3 separate regions of the Sus scrofa genome follow, and regions 1 and 3 are each linked to region 2. Evidence: chromatin contacts called from public HiChIP or PLAC-seq data. All regions are on one chromosome and are shown on one strand. Each heading gives the region's core, a stretch centred on a gene start, on an enhancer-like site or on the middle of the called end of the contact. The rest is flanking DNA. Distances are from core to core; before and after follow the strand shown. Region 1 holds the start of CD63 (CD63 antigen). Region 2 holds the start of MYL6 (myosin, light chain 6, alkali, smooth muscle and non-muscle). Region 3 holds the start of SARNP (SAP domain-containing ribonucleoprotein).

The links. HiChIP or PLAC-seq counts read pairs in DNA pulled down with a chosen protein or histone mark.
Region 1: a contact with region 2 is called in an H3K27ac HiChIP or PLAC-seq map of alveolar macrophages. The contact joins the promoter of CD63 here to the promoter of MYL6 in region 2. A contact is called at or near these places in 1 of 47 Hi-C or Micro-C datasets (heart right ventricle) and 1 of 2 datasets of contacts at active chromatin or transcription factors (alveolar macrophages).
Region 3: a contact with region 2 is called in an H3K27ac HiChIP or PLAC-seq map of alveolar macrophages. The contact joins the promoter of SARNP here to the promoter of MYL6 in region 2. A contact is called at or near these places in 1 of 47 Hi-C or Micro-C datasets (heart right ventricle) and 1 of 2 datasets of contacts at active chromatin or transcription factors (alveolar macrophages).

What each region holds. Positions count from the first base shown.
Region 1 is chr5:21,174,543-21,178,085 of Sscrofa11.1, forward strand. CD63 (CD63 antigen) reads right to left here and starts at 1,683. Exons shown (of 8, transcript XM_005663878.2): 1 at 1,131-1,683; 2 at 456-532. The coding sequence starts at 521. LOC106510300 (basic proline-rich protein-like) reads left to right here and starts at 520. Exons shown (of 2, transcript XM_013997622.1): 1 at 520-828; 2 at 897-1,307. The coding sequence starts at 520. The coding sequence ends at 1,307. It overlaps LOC102162669 (a long non-coding RNA gene), which reads left to right and starts at 1,351. Exons shown (of 2, transcript XR_303407.3): 1 at 1,351-1,469; 2 at 1,862-2,697.
Region 2 is chr5:21,557,952-21,561,382 of Sscrofa11.1, forward strand. MYL6 (myosin, light chain 6, alkali, smooth muscle and non-muscle) reads left to right here and starts at 1,374. Exons shown (of 7, transcript NM_001163997.1): 1 at 1,374-1,407; 2 at 1,671-1,698; 3 at 2,561-2,704; 4 at 2,904-3,077; 5 at 3,171-3,248. The coding sequence starts at 1,405. It overlaps MYL6B (myosin light chain 6B), which reads left to right. Exons shown (of 8, transcript XM_003126266.3): 5 at 1-57; 6 at 543-620; 7 at 770-807; 8 at 934-1,044. The coding sequence ends at 798.
Region 3 is chr5:21,260,322-21,264,050 of Sscrofa11.1, forward strand. SARNP (SAP domain-containing ribonucleoprotein) reads right to left here and starts at 2,116. Exons shown (of 11, transcript XM_003126256.4): 1 at 1,496-2,116. The coding sequence starts at 1,531. ORMDL2 (ORM1-like protein 2) reads left to right here and starts at 1,813. Exons shown (of 4, transcript XM_003126257.5): 1 at 1,813-1,948; 2 at 2,766-3,019; 3 at 3,187-3,338. The coding sequence starts at 2,846. It overlaps LOC106510299 (a long non-coding RNA gene), which reads right to left and starts at 1,489. Exons shown (of 3, transcript XR_001308700.2): 1 at 915-1,489.

The DNA of each region.
Region 1 (3,543 bases), core at 433-2,932, 380 kb before region 2:
CTCTCTCAAGCCGGGGGCCCAGGGCAGGAGCCATCTAGGTGGACAGAGCCCTCTCCAACCCCCAAGCAGGAAGGAGGGGGTATGAGGGAATGGAGAGGAAGGGGGGGTGGAGGGTGCGGAGGGGCACCCCGTGGTGATAGCATCAAGCCGTTGGCGGGTTGCCCCACTGCCCCATATCACAAGAGGTTGGGTCACCAGACAGGAAAGGCAAGGAGGGATTACGGGGAGGGTGCTAGGCACCCAGGCCGGCCATTCTCGATCCCAAACAGTCTCAAAGATCCCTGCTTTGAGCTGGAGGAGGCGATGGCCGCGCTGCCCTCGGCCGTTAGCCGGGAGTTCCTTCCACATCTGCTCTCCAGCTGCCTTCCTTCTTGACCCCTCAGCCGTCAGCACTCCCGAGCCAGTTCTCCCCGCACCCTGCCAGCGCGCCCCCATCGTCCCCGCTCCCCACTCACGCAAAAGGCCAGCAGAAGAACGTAGAGCAAGAACTTGACACATCTCATTCCTCCTTCCACCGCCATGGCTGCCTGGCCTGGGGCACAGGGGAGGGCAGGGGGATTAGAACCGGTCGAAGGGGTATCCGGGCTTCGGAGCGCCCTGCCGGCCCTCGAGACCTCCCCTGCGCGGCCCCCATTCCCGGCCCCTCCCACCCGGAAACCCGCGGTCAGATCCACGTCTCCCAGCCCCCTCTTCTCCCTGCAGGAGAGGGGTGGGGGCGCCCGTCGCCCAGCCCGGACCCCGCCCCGCCGCGTCCCTGGCCCCGGACTGATCCAAGGGCGCCCGCTGGGGCCAGGGCTGGACGCCCACCCTGGGCCCGCCAGCCCCCAGGTGTTAAACACCCCCTCCCCACCCAACCAGCCCCCCAAAATTGTCCTCAGCTCTAGCCCGATCCCCAGGCCACTTTCCCCTGGGCTCTGACCACCGCCAAAAATAAGTGCGTCCCGCGCTCCGCATCCCACCCCTCCCGGGCCTCCGGAACTTTCCAAAGTTGCAAAGTTGCGAGGGCCTCGGGAGCAGCGGGGGAGCGAAGCCGATCTTCAGAGGCCCGGAGCGAGGCCCTGAGCGGGGAGCGGCTGGCGATTCCCCCCAACACCCCGACGCCAGAGCCGGAGCGGGCTCCGCGGCCTCACCTGGGCTCCCCGAGGCTGTGCGCTGCACTCCCGCCGCGGCTCAGGGGCTCTCTAGCTGCGCCCCCCGGCTCCGGCCCCGCCCGGCGCGCGGCCCCGCCCCGGCTCCATCCGCAGCCCCCTCCCCCGCCGAGTAGCCGCCAGCCTCCCTCATGTGACGCGAGAACAGCTGCGGCCTGAGTCACCCGGCCTGCAGGAGGAAGGCCGAGACCCCGGCCGGGTCAAGGCCACGTGGCCCCTGCCTGGAAGACGGCGCCCACCCCCCGCAAAGGGAGGGCACCAAGGGCAAGACCCCGGGGTGCCTGGGTTCTCCTGGCTTCCCCAGCCCCGTGCCAACTCGGGGTAGGAGAGGGGGACCAGGCGCCGCCTGCTTTTCTTTGGCTCAGGCAAACGGGGGAGACGTGTGAGAGCTAAAGGAGGGATGAGCGGCCCAGAGGAACCCTCTGTGCACCCAGCCCGGGCGGCGGAGCTGAGGCGAGGGGACAAGATGGTCTTCAAGAGGCCTCCTCATCCTCCACCCAGAGCCCACTCCCTTCCTCTCGCTCCAACTCTGTTCCAGCCCCTCACCCCTTCCCCGAGTCAGTAGAGGGCGCTGTTGGGTCCCTGGGATAGGGTGGGTCGCGAATAAACACTTTTAGAAAGTCCCTGGCTTCACATCCTGGGGGTCCCCCACCATTCTAGAAGGGGTGTTCCTTCTCTCCGCTCCCATTGTTAGTCCATTCTCCATTTTGTAGGATTCCGGAGGAGTGAGCGGAGAAATAGAGGAAGCCTTTCCCAGGACATCCCACCCCGTCAGTCATGATGCGTCATGAATGAGGTCCCTCCCTCCACTCCCGGATCAGCCTGTTACCCGGGAGGCGTGCCGAGGACACTTAGGCGAGCACAGCACGTATTCCCTGCATTTTCCTCGCCCGTCCTGGACAGCCCAGGGGCAAAGCCTGGAGAGGACTGGAAGGTGAGGGGGGGGTGGGCTCCAGAAGAAACTGTGTGAACGGGGCAAGGACGGAACCAGCCACCACACCGCTGCCCGCCCAGCCTGAACCCACCCCTTGCGTTTTTCTGGTCCTGCCTGAAGAACCATTTCCTGAGCTGTGGTGTGTGTACACAAAGAAGGAAGGAAACTTTAAGAGCAAAAGGAAGGCGCACTGGGCTGGGCTGGGCTGAGAACCAGTTTCCAGGATCACTATCTTCAAGCGAAACACACCAAGCCCCTTCTGGACATTGCTCCCCAGTTATCACCTGCAGGCAGGCTGGGGAGGAGGAGCCAAGACTCCGAAGAAAGGAGTATTCCTCTGTTTCTGCCAGGCATGTGCTGGGCACAGGGCCAGCGAGGTGAGGAAGTTGATGGCCCTGTCCTCTGCCAGCAGGCAGAACCAAGCCCACACTGTGAATAGACGCAGAAACCCCTGGTGGCAGCTGGACTAGCTCAGAGGGAGGGGCAGGAGGTGCCGATGCCCCAGAGGGAAAAAGAAAAAGATTTCACAGAGGTGGGTGGTGCTCTCCCAGGGGAGCTTGGCGAATAAAAGGGCAAGCATCAGTTCCAGTGCCAAGGAAAGGGCCAGGTGTAAAAGAGGAGTCGTTTTGTTTATTTATTTATTTATTTTTAATTTTTGTCTTTTCAGGCATACGGAAGGTCCCAGGCTAGGGGTTGAGTCAGAGACAACCACAGCAACGCCAGATCCGAGCGGTGTCTGCAACCTACACCACAGCTCACGGCAAGGCCAGATCCTTCACCCACTGAGCCGAGCGAGGACTGGGATTGAACCGCATCCTCATAACTAGTTGGGTTCATTACTGCTGGACCACAATGGGAACTTCCAAAAAAGGAGTAGTTTTAAAAGTCCATGGCAGGGAGTTCCCACTGTGGCTCAGTGGGTTAACAAACCCAACTAGTAACCATGAGAATGTGGGTTTGATCCCTGGCATTGCTCGGTGGGTTAAGGAGCCGGCGTGGCCTTGAGTTGTGCGAATGTAGCCCTAAAAAGCAAAAACACAAACTCTTTTTTAATTTAAAAATAAAGTCCATGGCAGATTGGGATTGGCCAGCTGCCTCACAGGGCTGGGGAAGGATGTGGTGACAGATGGACGGGAGGGAAGCTGGTCTGAAGTCAAATTGAGAAACTTTAGGAGTTAGCATCGTCGTGGCACAGCGGAAATGAATCTGACTAGGAAACATAATGTTGAAGTTTCAATCCCTGGCCTCGCTCAGTGGGTTAAGGATCTGACGTTGCAGTGAGCTGTGGTGTAGGTTGCTTACGAGGCTCAGATCTGCTGTGGCTGTGGCGTAGGCCGGTGACCCCTAGCCCGGGAACCTCCGTATGCAATGGGTGCGGCCCTAAAAACCAAAAAAAAAAAAAGATTGAGAAACATTAAATACCTACTCACCAAGTATAATGCTTGCTCTTTGATTACATCT
Region 2 (3,431 bases), core at 124-2,623:
AAGAGGGGAACGGCAAAGTCATGGGAGCAGAGCTCAGACATGTCCTCACTACCCTGGGTGAGGCAGGGACCAGAACTGTGGGGTGGAGAGGAGGGGGTGAACCAAGAAGAAGGTTAGCCAAGCAGGCAGAGCCAGGGAGGGATTACTGTCCTGGAGGTCATGGGCAGAAGACCGAGAAGGTCAGAGCCTGCTTCTGGGGTACAGATGCCTCCCAAAGGGCAGAGGAAAGGGGATGAGATGGGAGATCTGAGCTTCTATTTTGGAAGAGATGGTTGGCCTCTGTGATATGGTATGTGTCTCTTAATCCTCTGAAATTCAGTTTCCTTGTCTGTGGAGCTTTCACCAGGTGTAACTGAGGTGAAATGGAAAGCAAGATGCTGGGAGGCATTCAAGGCATGCGCATTACAAGGACAGGATTCTCTTGGGGGACTGTTGCTATGGGCAAGTCTCCAGGGTGGGAGAAGAGGTACCACCCAGAAGAATGAGGCCTGGGTTGATGAGGGAGGGAAGGCAGGGGCTAAAACGCTGTGTCTGGGGTTTAGGAGAGAGGATGACTGAAGAGGAGGTGGAGACAGTTCTGGCAGGACATGAGGACAGCAACGGCTGCATCAACTATGAAGGTGAGCGGCTAGGAGCTGAAGAGACAGGGGAAGAGGGGAAGCATGAGGCTCCTCGTATGTGGGGGCGCGTCCTGTGGCCCAAATTATCTAAAGTCAGATGGATTATCAAGACCATCTTCTGAAGCCCCTCTTGCCTCCTCTCTCTGCAGCCTTCCTGAAGCACATCCTGAGCGTCTGAGCTCTACAGGTAGGGCCCTCCCACTTCGCCTTGTGAGGCCAGCCTGCTTCCCTTCCCTCTACCAGAGACATACGTTTCCACGTCCTGCTGCGCGCTTGAGCTCCAGGATTTGGCAACGTTCATCTTTTTCCACAGGTGCAGTGGGGCTCGACAAGGAGTCCCCCTACCCCTCGCGGGCGAAAGCAAGTTCCTGCCGCTAGGAGGCCACCTATTGTTTCAAAATAAAGTGACGGTTCCTCCCCTAAACCTCCGACTCTTGCTTTCTTCAGAGGTGGGGGAGGGAAGGAAGGAAAGGGAGGGATCTCCTCTCCCAAATCCGACATCCCCCGATTTTCCTGCGGCTCGCAGGAGGAGATTCCTTGCGCCCCACCCCACCCTCCTCTGCGGTTTCTGTGCCCCGGGTAGGACTATTCTGAAAAATGAGCCGCAGCGGGCCCCGCCCACCTCCTTACTAATGTAGCAGCAGCATCTGCATAAGACCGGGCCAGGATCCCTATTGGCTGGGTCAACGGAGGGTGACGTCATTGGGACGTACTAAGACTAGGGTTGGGCCGAGAACCGGAGCCATTACTGCAGGAAAAGGTCCCGCAGAGCCAAGCAGTCAAGATGGTGGGGCCCGGGGCTGGGAGGATGAGCGGGATTGGGGGCGAGAGGCGGGAAGCCGGGGGTAGGGGGCGAAGAGAAGGCAGAAGGTAGGGGGCAAAGGGACTTGAGGGTTGGAGGTGGGGTTGGAGATGTTGAGAGCCTGCCCTGCTGGGAAGCGAGAGTGCCCAGGATGGAACAGGAGTTCGTGGTTCAGAGTTCTTGGGACGGGGCTGGAAGCTTGGGGGATTGGAGTTAAGATGCTGATCGCTCCCCTCTTCTCCGAGCAGTGTGACTTCACCGAGGACCAGACCGCAGGTAGGTAATCTCTGACCCCGCTGAGGTCATGCTTAGGGAGAGGGACATTCCTTCTAGCACCTACCCCCTACCTGTCATTTCTTCAGCACCCACAAGGGAGTACCTCGTGGATTCCCTTCTCCCTCCTTCTGGGCCTCCATTTTCTTTTCTCAATCTTTCTTCCTCCCTCCCTTTCTACTCTAGATCTGAGCCCCAAGCACCGGGTGAGTTCTGTAGGTGGTGTGAGCATGTGAAACAGCTTGGCCACCAATGTCTGCCGTGTGTGGGGCTCGGGAGTGATGTATTAAGCTGCTTGTGCTCCTCTGTTCCTTAATCACCTCCTTCTGCCTCTTCTCTCCTCCTGTGCTAACTTTCCCCCTCCCCCAGCTTGGAATTGTGAAGGTTGTAAGAAGCAGTGACCTGTTGTTTTGCTGGTACAGGGGAGTTTGTTGAGGACGCTTCTTTGCAGCTATACTCTCTGAAAGATTTCTTTCTGTACTGAAGGGGTGAGAGTGGCAGGCTGGGATGACCCCAGTCCCAGGCTGCTGCTCCCACTTCCTTATAAGGACAAGGCCCAGACTGGGCGGTGGCAAATTCCTGCCCTGAGTACTGTAGTGAGGAGGCTGGGCAGGCTTGCTGTAGGCAGAGGGGGTATGGAAATGGCAGTTACCACTCTGCCAGGGCTTGAGGAGAGCTGTCTTTATGTGGGACACCTGAGTTGGGAAGAAGGGACACTAGATCCCTCTTAGAGGGCTTGGGTGTACAGTGGTATAAATATCTGGTTTCCTCAGCGTGATTAAAGTTGAATGGGCAACGGGGACTGTGAGGGAGGGTTTGGGTTCATCTGTGCCTGCCAGGTGCTGATGTTTATCCGAATCCTCAGAGTTCAAGGAGGCCTTCCAGCTGTTTGACCGAACAGGGGATGGCAAGATCCTGTACAGCCAGTGTGGGGACGTGATGAGGGCCCTGGGCCAGAACCCCACCAACGCCGAGGTGCTCAAGGTCCTGGGGAACCCCAAGAGTGATGGTAAGAGTCCTCAGAACAACCTGCTCAGCATGGTGGCAGGCCCGCAGTCTCCGGCTAATAGCTTCCTTTTATCTTCCTAGGCCCTGAACTCAAGCAGGTCTTGTCTAGCAAATCCCACAGATTTCTCCTGCCTTGAGTGGGAGCCCCGTAACCTCCAGTAAGAACACACGTGACTTTGCTCTCACCCCCTTTGTGGCAGAGATGAACGTGAAGGTGCTGGACTTCGAGCACTTCCTGCCCATGCTGCAGACTGTGGCCAAGAACAAGGACCAGGGCACCTACGAGGACTATGTCGAAGGCCTGCGGGTGTTCGACAAGGAGGGCAACGGCACCGTCATGGGTGCGGAGATCCGGCATGTTCTTGTCACACTGGGTAAGGCTCCGCCCTTGCTCCTTGAGCTGAGGTGCCACCTGATACACCTCACCTGTCACCCAGTTCCAGAACACTCACTCTTCCCCTCTGCAGGTGAGAAGATGACAGAGGAAGAAGTAGAGATGCTGGTGGCAGGGCATGAGGACAGCAATGGTTGTATCAACTATGAAGGTAAGGGACAAATGGAGGCTCTCACAAACGCAGTGGCTATCAGGGGCAGGTCAGGCACAGTGTTTGGGGCTTTCCTTGTCCCTGGGCTTGGGCTGCACAAAATGCCAGGAGGCAAGGGGCAGGGCCTGGCCCAGCCCAGGAGTGGGAGGCCTGGGGGGTGTGGCAGGAAAGGAAGGGCTCCTG
Region 3 (3,729 bases), core at 866-3,365, 300 kb before region 2:
GAGGAACTCCATAAATCAACACAAAATCCATAAAGTCAAGTCACAAGGCTGGTGACTTTATGGGTTTCAAAAATGTAACTAATATGAAGGAAATATTAGATCTCCTATTCATATTTCCTTTTTATCCAATTCATTCAAAAATTCCTTTCCTATTTTGTAACATAACAGTATAGTAGTACATAATTTATATAAGTACACAAATAATGGAGATGGTCACTCAACTCTGTTTACTTGTCATCCTATTAGGAGACCACTGATACAATCTGCACATTTCAGTACTAAGTTAACTAACTCCAAGATGACACAAAAGCTCACTAGTACAGCTTAGAATCCAAGAGTAAGAAATCTATCAACTTTCACAGGAAGACAAACTGGTGTCAACTAATCAGTGACTAAAAGGACCTCTCTCCACCCTTACTTTCCTTACACTTTAAAAACAAAACAAAACAAAACTCATCAAGCTTTAAAGAATCGGTTTTCAGCTTGGGCTAAATCAGCCTGGTTTGCCAAAGGTTCCCCAGGATGTGACCAAAATATGTGATGGGGAAACTACTTGTGAAGCACAAATGGACAACTAATCAAGATATTCTCTATTAATTCACCTTAAAAGAAACTACTCTTTTCTTCCAGGAAAATAATAATCTAAATACGAAAAAGCTATCAAGATTCCCAAGACCCAACTTAAAACGGCTTCTGTGATTGAGTGTCACCCAGTGGTGACACCAAGAGATGCAGGGTCCACCTGCGATATGAATTGGGACAGAGGTAACCCTAGCCTTGGAAATATTTTCCCAAAATATTACAGCTCTGAGTAAGCCATCTTCCAGGTGGGATGTGGGGGTGGGAGGGAGGCTGGCAGACGGAGAACTGAGAGAACTCAAAACTTGTCAATCTGGAGTATCTGCCTTCACTACCTCTTTAGGTCTCCTAAAGTCCAGGGCTCTAAGGGGTTGGCCTATCTTCGGAGGCCTCTCCTCAGGTTTCAAAGTTCGCCCGGGGGCGTCCGACCACCTAAAACAAGGGGGTGGAAGCATTTTCTGGGTCAAGTTTGAGACCTAGCTAGAAACAGACCAAGTGCCATCATCTGCTACCGGGAATCTAAGCTTTGGACAACAGAAAAGCGCCAACCCAGGGAAGAAAAAGGGGTCTAGAGCCCGGCTCGGGGCCAAGAGGGGACCACTGACGTAATCCCGTCTGAAGAGAAACAAGAGAAGAGGTTGAAGGCACTTACACGACCCGGTGGGAGAAGTGTCGGACGACACAACGCTGGAGGAGGGAGCTGAAGTAACAAGTAAAGATACAGGAAAATCGTGAGGTGAAATGGGAAATCAGGGAAGGCGTAGTGGGAAAGGAGGAAGGCACAAAAGAACTACGGAGGGAGCCAGGAAAAGAAGTGAAAGAGCCTGAAAGGAGAATATTCAGGAAAAGGCGCAAGCCAGCCGGCAGAATTCGGCCTCCGGAAAAGTCCGACCCGGCCCTTCCCCCTTCCCGGTACCTTCAGCTTATGGAGCTCCACCGTCTCGGTCGCCATCTTGTTACCCCTCCACTCCGCCAGGCCCCCACCCGCTGCCTCCGCCTCCGGGCGCTCCCGCCTCGGCGCCGACAGCCAAGGCCAACCAATCGCTGTGGCTCTTACTCCCGCCTCCTACCATCAATTCTTCCCATTAGTCAAGAGCTGGCGTCGCCCTCACCCCTCCAAGCGGCTTTCTCCACCTCTCTCAAAAGGCGGAACGGGGAGTAGGGCGGGTTCGGCACTTTACGAAAGACGGAAATGGCGATCAATTGTGAGTCCGTATGGCAGACCGGCAGCCAATGGGTGGTAGCGGCGCTGACTCTGCTCCACCAATAGGGAGAGCGCAGATGGCCGGGGCGGCTGCTTCCTGGAGACCGCAGGTGTAGGAGGAAGAAGCAGAGCGCCCCGAGCCGGACGGGCTTCTGAATCTGGCAGGTAAGGGTTCTGAGAAATTAGAAATGGGTCCTAAGGAAAAATGGTGGGAGGCGGAGGAAGAAGGAGGCCGGGGGTGGGGGGTGAGGGGTGGGTGGCGGCGGCGAACTACAGACCGAGAGTGGAGTGCTGAAGACTACGCTGAGAGCCGAAGAAGAAAGCTGGGAGGAGCAAGGGGCGGGTTCAATACCAGAGTTTAGGGAATTATAGGTAGAGGGCGGAGAGAGCTGCTTGCTAACCAGGCGTCATCAACTTTACGGCTAGCACGATTTTAAAGGGCCAAGTTCAGACCATCAGGGCTCCCCCTGGAGTTGGGACCATCTCTCGAAACACTCAGCTCAGGTCTCTTCCAAATTCAGCGCCAAAGCCCTGGGCACATTCTTGCAGCACCCCACACTTGAAAGAAGGAATTGGGATGCCGCCTGCTTACATGCCAAAGACATGAGTGACAGGACGGGGCGAGCCCCAGAGGAAAAGATAGAGATTAGATTAGAAAAAGTAGCTTTACCCTCCCATCCCTCCTTAATGGTGGTTCCTTGGTTGTTTTCCATGATACTCTTTTACAATTTTGGGTGTACTGTAATGTCTTCATTGTTCCTTATTAACTTCTTAAGGAAAGTAATACCCGTCCCCAAGCCTGGGCTTACTCCAAGTTACATTTAAAGGGCTCAGAAGAAAGTTTACCATACTATGTCTCCAAGATGTAAAAAGGACTCTTCTTGCCTTGTAAATTTTTCCTCCCGAGTCTTCAGTTTTTCTTTGTGCATGATGGGGAAGTCCTTTCATCCCCAGTACAATCCAGGGGATTTTGGCTCTTTAGGAGACAACTTGGAGGAACAGACGCAGAGGGGTTGAGAGGAGATTAAGTTGGACTCCTACCTGATCCCCCACTGTGGTAGGATGAATGTGGGGGTGGCACACAGCGAAGTAAACCCCAACACTCGAGTGATGAATAGTCGGGGCATCTGGCTGGCCTACATCATCTTGGTAGGACTGCTGCATGTGGTTCTACTCAGCATCCCCTTCTTCAGCATTCCTGTTGTCTGGACCCTGACCAACGTCATCCATAATTTGGTAAGCACTAAACCATGCCCTTTTACCCACTCTACGCCTTTCCCACTCAAAAACAAAATCACCAGTTATTTGGGATTTCTGTCTTCCTTTGGGGAACTTAGCATACATACTTCTTGGGCTGAAGACTACTTTCTGCCCTCCTCACACTTACCCCTTCCTCCTACCAGGCTATGTATGTTTTCCTACATACGGTGAAAGGGACACCCTTTGAGACTCCCGACCAAGGAAAGGCTCGGCTACTTACACACTGGGAACAGATGGACTACGGGCTCCAATTTACCTCTTCCCGCAAATTCCTCAGCATCTCTCCTATTGTACTGTGAGTCCAGGGGGAGATATGGGAGATGGTTTAAGAGCCTGGTACAAAGGCCCACAGGGAAGCTTTAAAAAAAGCAGACTACACGGAGTTCCTGTCGTGGCATGGTGGAAACGAATCCGACTAGGAACCATGAGGTTGCAGGTTCGATCCCTGACTTTGCTCAGTGGGTCAAGGATCCGGCATTGCCGTGAGCTGTGGTGTAGGTCACAGATGCAGTTCGGATCCCATGTTGCTGTGGCTCTGGCGTAGGCCAGTGGCTACAGCTCCAATTAGACACCTAGCCTGGGAACCTCCATATGCCTCGGGTGCGACCCTAGAAAAGACAAAAAGACAAAAAAAAAAAAAAAAAAAAAAACAACCTAATTTATAAAAGTTGCTGATTATCTCCCCG